2 separate regions of the Mus musculus genome follow, and region 1 is linked to region 2. The links are chromatin contacts, called in public promoter capture Hi-C maps. All regions are on one chromosome and are shown on one strand. Each heading gives the region's core, a stretch centred on a gene start, on an enhancer-like site or on the middle of the called end of the contact. The rest is flanking DNA. Distances are from core to core; before and after follow the strand shown. Region 1 has its middle 16 kb from the start of F3. Region 2 overlaps Cnn3 (calponin 3, acidic).

What was found. Capture Hi-C pulls out chosen DNA fragments and counts their contacts.
Region 1: a contact with region 2 is called in a promoter capture Hi-C map of liver. The contact joins two enhancer-like sites. A contact is called at or near these places in 1 of 484 Hi-C or Micro-C datasets (cerebral cortex) and 2 of 9 other capture datasets (adipose tissue and liver).

What each region holds. Positions count from the first base shown.
Region 1 is chr3:121,704,988-121,709,225 of GRCm38.p6, reverse strand. No RefSeq gene overlaps it. Among named protein-coding and RNA genes, the nearest start is that of F3, 16 kb to the left of the region's middle. Within about 2 kb of position 1,920, at least 39 of the 459 cell types and tissues checked have an H3K27ac peak or open chromatin away from gene starts, as enhancers often do. A contact at or near this core is called in liver, where this site is marked.
Region 2 is chr3:121,445,850-121,450,074 of GRCm38.p6, reverse strand. It overlaps Cnn3 (calponin 3, acidic), which reads right to left. Exons shown (of 7, transcript NM_028044.2): 2 at 5-126. Among named protein-coding and RNA genes, the nearest start is that of Cnn3, 21 kb to the right of the region's middle. Within about 2 kb of position 1,929, at least 75 of the 459 cell types and tissues checked have an H3K27ac peak or open chromatin away from gene starts, as enhancers often do. A contact at or near this core is called in liver, where this site is marked.

The DNA.
Region 1 (4,238 bases), core at 671-3,170, 260 kb before region 2:
TGTTAGCATGCTGGCCCAGCATGTCCCGAACATGAGACATGGACAGGTCCCATCTTAGAAGTAGGAAATATGGCTTTGGCTGCCAGCTCATAGCTATGAGCTAACTTAAATTGGGGGGGGGGGGATCCTCAGGAGGGAAGAGTCACGTTTGCTCTGTAGAATAAATCATTACTGGCTCATTCTGCCCACATCTGTACCGGTAGCAATTGTAAGCATTTCATTCTTATGCTTTTTTTTTTATCTCTCCAAAATACTGTTGCAAAGTAGTTGTGTTTCATTTCTCACCTCATCCATGTTATAAGATTTTCACAACTCTAAATCAGAACATCTATTGCTATGCAAAAGATAAGGTATGAGTTTCAAAATAAGTAACTAATTAAATGAGTCAAAGCAGCACTTAAAACACACACACACACACACACACACACACACACACACACACACGCTAGCCAACTCTGTGGTCATCACCTGCTTACTCCAGGGTCTGTGTTAAAGGTGGAGACAAGCCAGAGGCTCTCAGAGGTACATTTAGTTTCTTCATCTACATTCGAAATTCTCTTCTTGTTCTGTTTTGATTTTTAAAAATACTTTTCTTTTCGGAGGTAAGAATTCATATAGCCTAGGTTGGCTTCTAACTGACTATGTAACTAAGGCTGGCCTTCAACTCCTGATCCTCCTTCCTCAGCCTCTCAAGTGTTGGGATTTCAATTATGCTCCATCACAAAAAACTTTGATTATTTTTAAAACTTGAAGTAAAATTTCTCCCCAACATAATTATTTTCTAGAAAGAAAGAAAGAAAGAAAAAGAAAAGATCCTTCTCTCTACCTCCCAGACTGAGTTCCTTGAGCACAGATATCCCTATATATTCATCACTAGTGTGTACCTCCAGCAGTTAGAACAGGGCTTGATATATGGCAGATGCTCAACATGTTGAGTGTATAAGGAGGGACTTATTGCTAGGCTCGAGCTTGAGTGCCCTGGAGGTGAAGGATAGACACTGTGCTCTAACTAGACAAAGTGCATGGTTCCTGGGACCAGGGACCAGGGACCCATAGCTGTGGGTCTAGATTTATGTGAACTCACAGGTGTCTGTCTGAACTCTGAACTGATCAGATAAATTGCAGTCATTAGGAAAAAAACAAAGAAAAGATCTGTCACAAACTAACCTTGAATGACAAGGAACATGGCTATGAGAGACAGAGTTATTGTTTCAATAAATATTCTTTTTTATCCAATTTATTTTTACTTTATGTACATTGGTGATTTGGCTGCATGTATGTAGGTGTGAGGGTGTTGGATCCCCTGGAAGAGTTGTGAGCTGCCATGTGGGTGTTGGGAATTGAGCCCAGGTCCTCTGAAAGAGTAGCTAATGCTCTTAACCTCTGCAGCATCTCTTCATCTCATAGTAAATATTCTTATTTTACAATGACATAATCTGTTATAGATGTAGTAAAGTCTGACTAGGTATATACATAAAGGTGAGATATATTTTTAAAATATTGAAAATTATAACACATTGTAAACTACCCCTTAAAACATGCAAATTACTTAAAATTTATTAAACATTATTTATTAACCTTTATTTTTTGCTATAAAAAATACTATGAGCAGAAGCAACTTATAGACAAACGCTCAATTTGGTTTATGGTCACAGACCAGTCAATAATGGGGGTGTCAGCACATAGCTGGAGCAGAAAAAGGAGAGACGATTATCGTCACCGCAGAGAAACAAAGAGAAATGGTAGGAGGCTATAAAGTTGCCGAGAGCATCTCAGTGATGGACTTTCTCCAGCAAGACTCCGCCTCCTAAAGTCCCATAACCTCCCCAAACATCTCCAGACTCAGAATCCTCACCTCTGCCCTACTGGGAAACAGCCTTAGATGGAGTTTCCAACTCAACCAACCTTTGTTGCTCCAACACTGCGTGCTCCAAGCATTGTGCAAAGTGGTGGCCAGAGTTCACAACAAGGGCTTCTCTGACCACAGGATTTAGACTGAGCATAAAGGATGGACTTGTGGCAAAAGAAAGAGGTCCTGTGTTCATCATAAATGTGTTACTCCTCTGTGACCACAGGCAAGGCATTTATCTTCTCAGGATTTCTGTTCCTCCCTTTCAGAAAGAAACTATGGATCAGGTGTCCCTGTGGCTAGTTCTGCCTCTTGATTCTCTATTTCTTCACAGTTGTGCTTTATGGGGAGTGAAGAGTGGACCCTTCTTAATGAACACTCAGTATGTCTGAGCTGGATTTTAACACAAGGCTTTAATATGAAGATGATGTATGTATCATATGAGTCTGAAATAGGGGGAAATTAAATTAAATCTACAGGTGACTCTGAAAAATTGGAAATGAGCTTTCAAAGGAGCCATGTCATGGCCTATGGTGATATTACTGGAAGAATGCGACTTCCTCTGTCGCTATTTAGAGCATAAGAAAGAGCTCATTTGAGCAGTGTAGGAAATAAAAGGTCCATTGTGAGTGGCTGAAGAGGTTTATCCGGATGTCTGTAGTCAACTCAGACATTCACAGTCATTCTTTGCCCAATGAACACACAATGTAGTCACATTGATGTGTTTTATTAACGTTCCTATTTCTAGCGGGAAGATCTACTCAAATGACATCATAGTTCTTAATCTCCAAATGGAATCTTCATGTCGCCCGTTTTAAAAGAGAGCCAAAACCCAAGATAAATTTGATACTGATTGTCTCCCCTTGAGAGCTACATTTCATTACTTTAAACAAATCCAATACAAGGTGTCCAGCCTTTGGAGTTAGCAAAGTCTTCCTTTCTCTAGGCTCCTGTAGTGTTCCTGTGCTCGGTTCCTGGTATCTGCCCTGTGGATATCTTGCACGTATAAGAAAGCTAGTGCATTACTGTGGTGAAGCCTTGGGCTCCTGGCCAGAGCTGGATTTCAGATTCTGGTCCTGTTATTCACAGCCCTGTCACTTTGCCAAGTGCTAACTTCTTTTAAGTCCACTTTCCAAATTTGTAAAAGACGACACCTCTTCCTACCTCATAGAGTCATTGTGAAAAATCTCATTCTTCAAGTGTATTAAAATATACAGTAATTAGTAAAGTCAAAACGACAGAAAACGTTAGCTTGAATTGTTGGTAGTTATGAGCTAGAAAGAGAGCATTTCATTTCTGCTCCCTCCCTGCAATCCACACAGCAGGGCTATGGCTTTCGTCAGTGAGCTTTAAGCCTGAAAATCAGCTGTCTGGAGCAAAGGATGCTTCTGGACCACAGCATGAATGTTCGTTCCACCTGAGATGATGTGAATGAGTATCCTGATGTCCTGTTAGCCACACGCCATAGACTGCTATTTCATATTGTTGTGATGTGCTTACGTAGTCAGGAAGAAACAGTGAAAAGAAATACTCAGCCAAAAAGAGACAAGAGGAGGAATTTCAAAAATTAAATTCCCAGCTTTGTCTTTAAAAAAAAATCGCTATCATCTCATGTGTTTGTTTGTACAGACAGTAGCTTGCTCTTTATGAAATGTTTAAAATCTTTGAGGGTACCCATGTGTATACACATACAACTTCTTCAAAGCCTTGCTAAGATGTTAAACATAAACACCCTCAATATAGGCATAGTCTCAAAGTCTTTTCAAACCAGTGAATACAAACACTATTCCATGTTCTTCCCAGGATCCCCCTACCAAATGAACATTCTCATTCTCTCTCTCTCTCTCTCTCTCTCTCTCTCTCATTCTCTCTCTCTCTCTCTCTCTCTCTCTCTCTCTGATGATAATAGTACTTGATTTCATGTACTGGTTCTTAGTCTCCCTGTCTCTCTCTGTCCATCTGTTTCTGTCTCTGTTTGTCTCTGTCTGTCTCTGTCCCTGTCTCTCTGTCTGTCTCTGTATCTCTCTGTCTCTCTCTGTCACACACACACACACACACACACACACACACACACGCACGCACGCACACACACACACACACACACACACACACACACACACACACACACACTTATTCCAGTATGGCTAGTGTGTGCTCTACCACTGAGCTGTATTCTCAGCCTCCTTTTGCTTTTTGCCCTGAGAAAGTCTCACTAAGTCACTTGGGCTGGCTTTGGACTTCCTGTGTCGCCTAAGCAGCCCTTGAATTTTCAATCTACCATGTCAGCCTCTCCACATCTGGGATTACAGACCAACACTGTCGGACTTGGCTTAAATATATTATAAATCATTATATCCTGATAACCATGACCAGGGCTAAGCTAGCTTTG
Region 2 (4,225 bases), core at 680-3,179:
TCACTCGCACAATATGATGCCGTCCTTCAGCCCCAGCTGGAAGTTGGTGCCAATGCCTAGGCCTGTCACCTCTTCTATCCAGTTGCGCAGATCTTCCTCGGCCTGCTGGTCATACTTGGATGCAATCTGAAATACAAGTTCCGGGATTTCAGAAGGACTCAGTAACAGGGAACACACACCACTGGCTCACAATGCCATCTGCTTTCGTTCATTGTCCACTAAGCCCCAGCTCTGACAGGTAGCTCTCCCCACCACGCAGGAGAGTTTGCTGGTGACTGTAGCCAGCTGTTGCAGCTGCAGTAACTACACACAGACTGTGAGTGAAGGCAGTGTCCATTAAGGAGCATAAAAAGAGAAGCCGGGACCAAGGGGAGAATTCAACAATACAAGACGAAGTCCCCGTCACGCATGACGCAAGGGGCAGGATTTAGCAGAGTGTTGCAATACGCCATCAGCTGGACCTTAAACTTTTAAAGACTGAGTCATGAATCACCACATTCCAAAGAAGGACAGGGAGAGATGGGACTATTGAACACAGTATCTCAACTATCTAGAACATACCATTCTAGGGGTTTACCAAAGTTCTGGGATCCGCCTTTTATTACAGCAATTGCATTCATTACATTGTATGCGAGTGTGCAGGCACACAAACACAATACGTATACTTTTAAACATACATTTTTAAAAACAGTTCTCAGGACTTAAAAAAACTACCTTTGAATTTCACAACAATACCATAAACCTAACCCCCATCCCCCCTTTTTTTTTTCTTTTGTTTTTTTTTTTTTTTTGAGACAGGGTTTCTCTGTGTATCCATTGCTGTCCTGGAACTCACTCTGTAGACCAGGCTGGCCTCGAACTCAGAAATCCGCCTGCCTCTGCCTCCCGAGTGCTGGGATTAAAAGGCCTGTGCCACCACTGCCCAGCCACTCTAAACTTTTAAAAAAGTGGAACAAATATTTTAAAACGGCATGCAGCACACCTTTAATCCCAGCTCAGTAGGCAGAGGCAAGTGGATCTTGGGAGACTGAGGCCAGTCTGGTCTACAGAGTGAGTTCCAGAACAGCCAGGGCTGGCAGCTGGAGGCGAGGCGAGATCATGTACTCTTGCCTTTTCATTCAGCACAGCTAAAAATGCCAAGCAGACACACTTAGGCTGAGCCCAGGGGCTAGATAGGAGCTTGGGCATCAATTACTAAACTGTCAGAAATGGAAATGAAGAGCGGGGATGTCTGCTCGCCATAAAACATAATTAGGCTTAATTACTGAGCCAGGCACATCACTACATTGCTCAGGGGGAGGTCCCTGGAGTTCAGGTCTAACTAGCCTGGCAGGACACAAGCACAGCTACGGAGGAGGGCTTGAGGCTGCATGTGTGTCGTGGGTCATCAGGGCCAGTGTGGACAGGTAAGAAGCTGGCGAGCTTATGTCTAACAACGAAGGTCAGCAGAGTCTTAAAAAGAAATGAGCTCAACTGACCACACTTGACTGTGGTTCCTCTTCAGTAGACAGGACACGACAATGGCCGCTTTTCATGTCTTCCCTCAAGGTGAACAAAGATGTCATTTCTCACGTCAAATAAACGAAAGAGTCACACTCCTCTTGTAGGCTCATGAAAGCTTTCAGATAGCCCCGGAAAAGTGTCAGAGCTGCTGGCGCTGGCAGGTGCCTCCCCTCCCCCATCACCAAGGGGCGGCTCCGCTGAAGTAAACATGATTTCAGGGATTACTGTGTCCCCTTCACACTCCATTACCCATAATTAGAGAAACGGGAATGGATAATGGATAATTTACTTCAGCTGTGTGTTTGCTTAACCAGGATTACAAAAGGAAACCCAACAGGTTTCTATTGTGAGACAGCACTTCAGAGTTTCGGATCAAATCCAGCCTGGAGGCGAGTTCATACCACAGTGTAAGGTACACCCGTGCGCAGCAAGGTCCCTGCTCTTGTACCCTCAGTCCTTGGGAAGGTCTCCTTTTATTCCATACCAGCGAGGGTCACTCTGGGCTGAGTGGGGAGCAGGAAGTATGGATAGTGACGACTCTGGGAGGGACAAGAAGGAAGCAGCAACTACTCGCCTACTCAGATAATCTGTCTCCTCCAACACAGCAAGCGGGTCCATTTCTGTATGACACCTCTCTGCCCTCGCTGTCTTCACTAGGAGCCTAACTTCTGATCCAGTCAGTTCCTGTCTGCACAGCAGCAAGACTGACTTCAAGCAAGACTGACTGAGTTCACTAAGTTCCTTCTAGTTGTCTACAACTAGAACCATCAAGATCTGCAGACTCGGGGCTGGAGTGATTGGCTCAGCAGTTAAGACCACCGGCTGCTCTTCCAGAGGTTCTGAGTTCAATTCCTAGCAACCCCATGGTGGCTCACAACCATCTGTAATGTGAACTGATGCCCTCCTCTGGTGCGTCTGAGGACAGCTACAGTGTACTAATATACATAAAAATTAATAAATCTTAAAAAAAAATAGCCGGGCGTGGTGGCGCACGCCTTTAATCCCAGCACTTGGGAGGCAGAGGCAGGTGGATTTCTGAGTTCGAGGCCAGCCTGGTCTACAGAGTGAGTTCCAGAACAGCCAGGGCTATACAGAGAAAACTTGTCTCGAAAATCAAAAACAAAACAAAACAAAACAAAACAAAACAAAACAAAACAACCCTGCAGACACATGGTGACAGCCATATACTGGGGTAAAACACTCATACACATTAAAAATTACATCTAAAATAAATAAATAAATAAATAAGTGTTGCGAAGTTGCGATCCCAGCTCAAGACGACAGAGGCAAGTGGAGTTAGGTGACATAAAGCCAATGTGAGCTACATGGTGGGATGCAGGTGGAAAATATCCTTTTGCTTTTTCAAATATAGAGATGAATCTGTTACAGGGGATATTCTTTGCAGGACTGTGGGGATAGCTTTTAAAAATCATCTTTTATTAGTATGTGTGTGTATGCATGATGTGGGGGGGGGGGTGTTGTCAGACAACAATTCAGAATTCTCTCCTTCCCCCTTGGTTTTGAGGCAGGGTCTCTCTTGTTTCTATAGATAGTACAGAGGTCAAGTGGAGCTGCCCTGTAACACAGGGACAGCCTCACCTAGATACCGCAGAATATTTTTAACAGCCAAACACCAGGTATGAAATACCTCTTTTTACTGATATAGAAACCATACACACACACACACACACACACACACACACCCAGACATTATAGGTTATTGCCAGTCTTCTTGGCTACCCCCTAAAATTTGATGCTAAGCCCTAAAGACGCAACATAGAACATGGGGTAAGTCATAGAACACGGAAGAATCAAGCTGGCACTGACTGGAAGTCAGTCTCCTACTGGGAGAGAAAAGCAAACAGCAGCAAACAACCCTGAAAGCAACCGGCCTGGCAGGATATGACCACTGGTGAAACAGAACGGAGGCTGTAAGACTAAGCAAGCCCTCTCTGATTGGACTTAAGGCTCACTCCACACAACGTTACTCATGACTTGACAAGTCAAAACCCCCGGCTGCCTAAGTCAGAGATAAGAATCCCCCCCCCCCCCCCCCCCCCGCTAAATCTTCCTCGGCTGAATGAACACAGTAACACCCTAAGTTCCTAATAACATAGATAAACGCAGTCCCACCCTCAGAGAGATGCTTCTTTTTGCGCTTGGGACAGAGACCCACAACTGGTCAACGTGCACAGAATGAGAGTAAGTTGTAGAAGTGAAGGTAAGGAGACGCCCGCAGCAAAGCAGTTGCCTGGCAATGACAGGGTTATTGCACAGCTCAGGTGTCCCCGTGCTCAGGACTTGCCAAAATCCCAGCACGGAAGGCTTCATTCATGATGCCCCACTCCTAGTTACTGGCAAATGACAGATCCTGGCAAAATAAGAGTCATCTTCAGGGATGTGACCCCGGAGAGGCTCTACCAGGTGACCCTATACCCATGCCATTCAGACAGCACCAAGTGGACTCCTGGGTTTAAAAATAAAGCACGTGGGGCTGGGAGGGAAAGTGGTGGGCAGATGGGTGATGGACTTGATCAAAGCATAGCACAAATAAGAAAAAAACAAAACAAAAACACTTTAGCCAATACAATTTATTCACTATTGTTAACTTAAAAGCTTTATTAATTTTTGAACATAGGCTGAAATGACATTTTCTTCCTTATTGCCAAGCAAAAATAAAAAGCCAAACTAAAACAACCCAAAAAAACAATAACCCTAATGT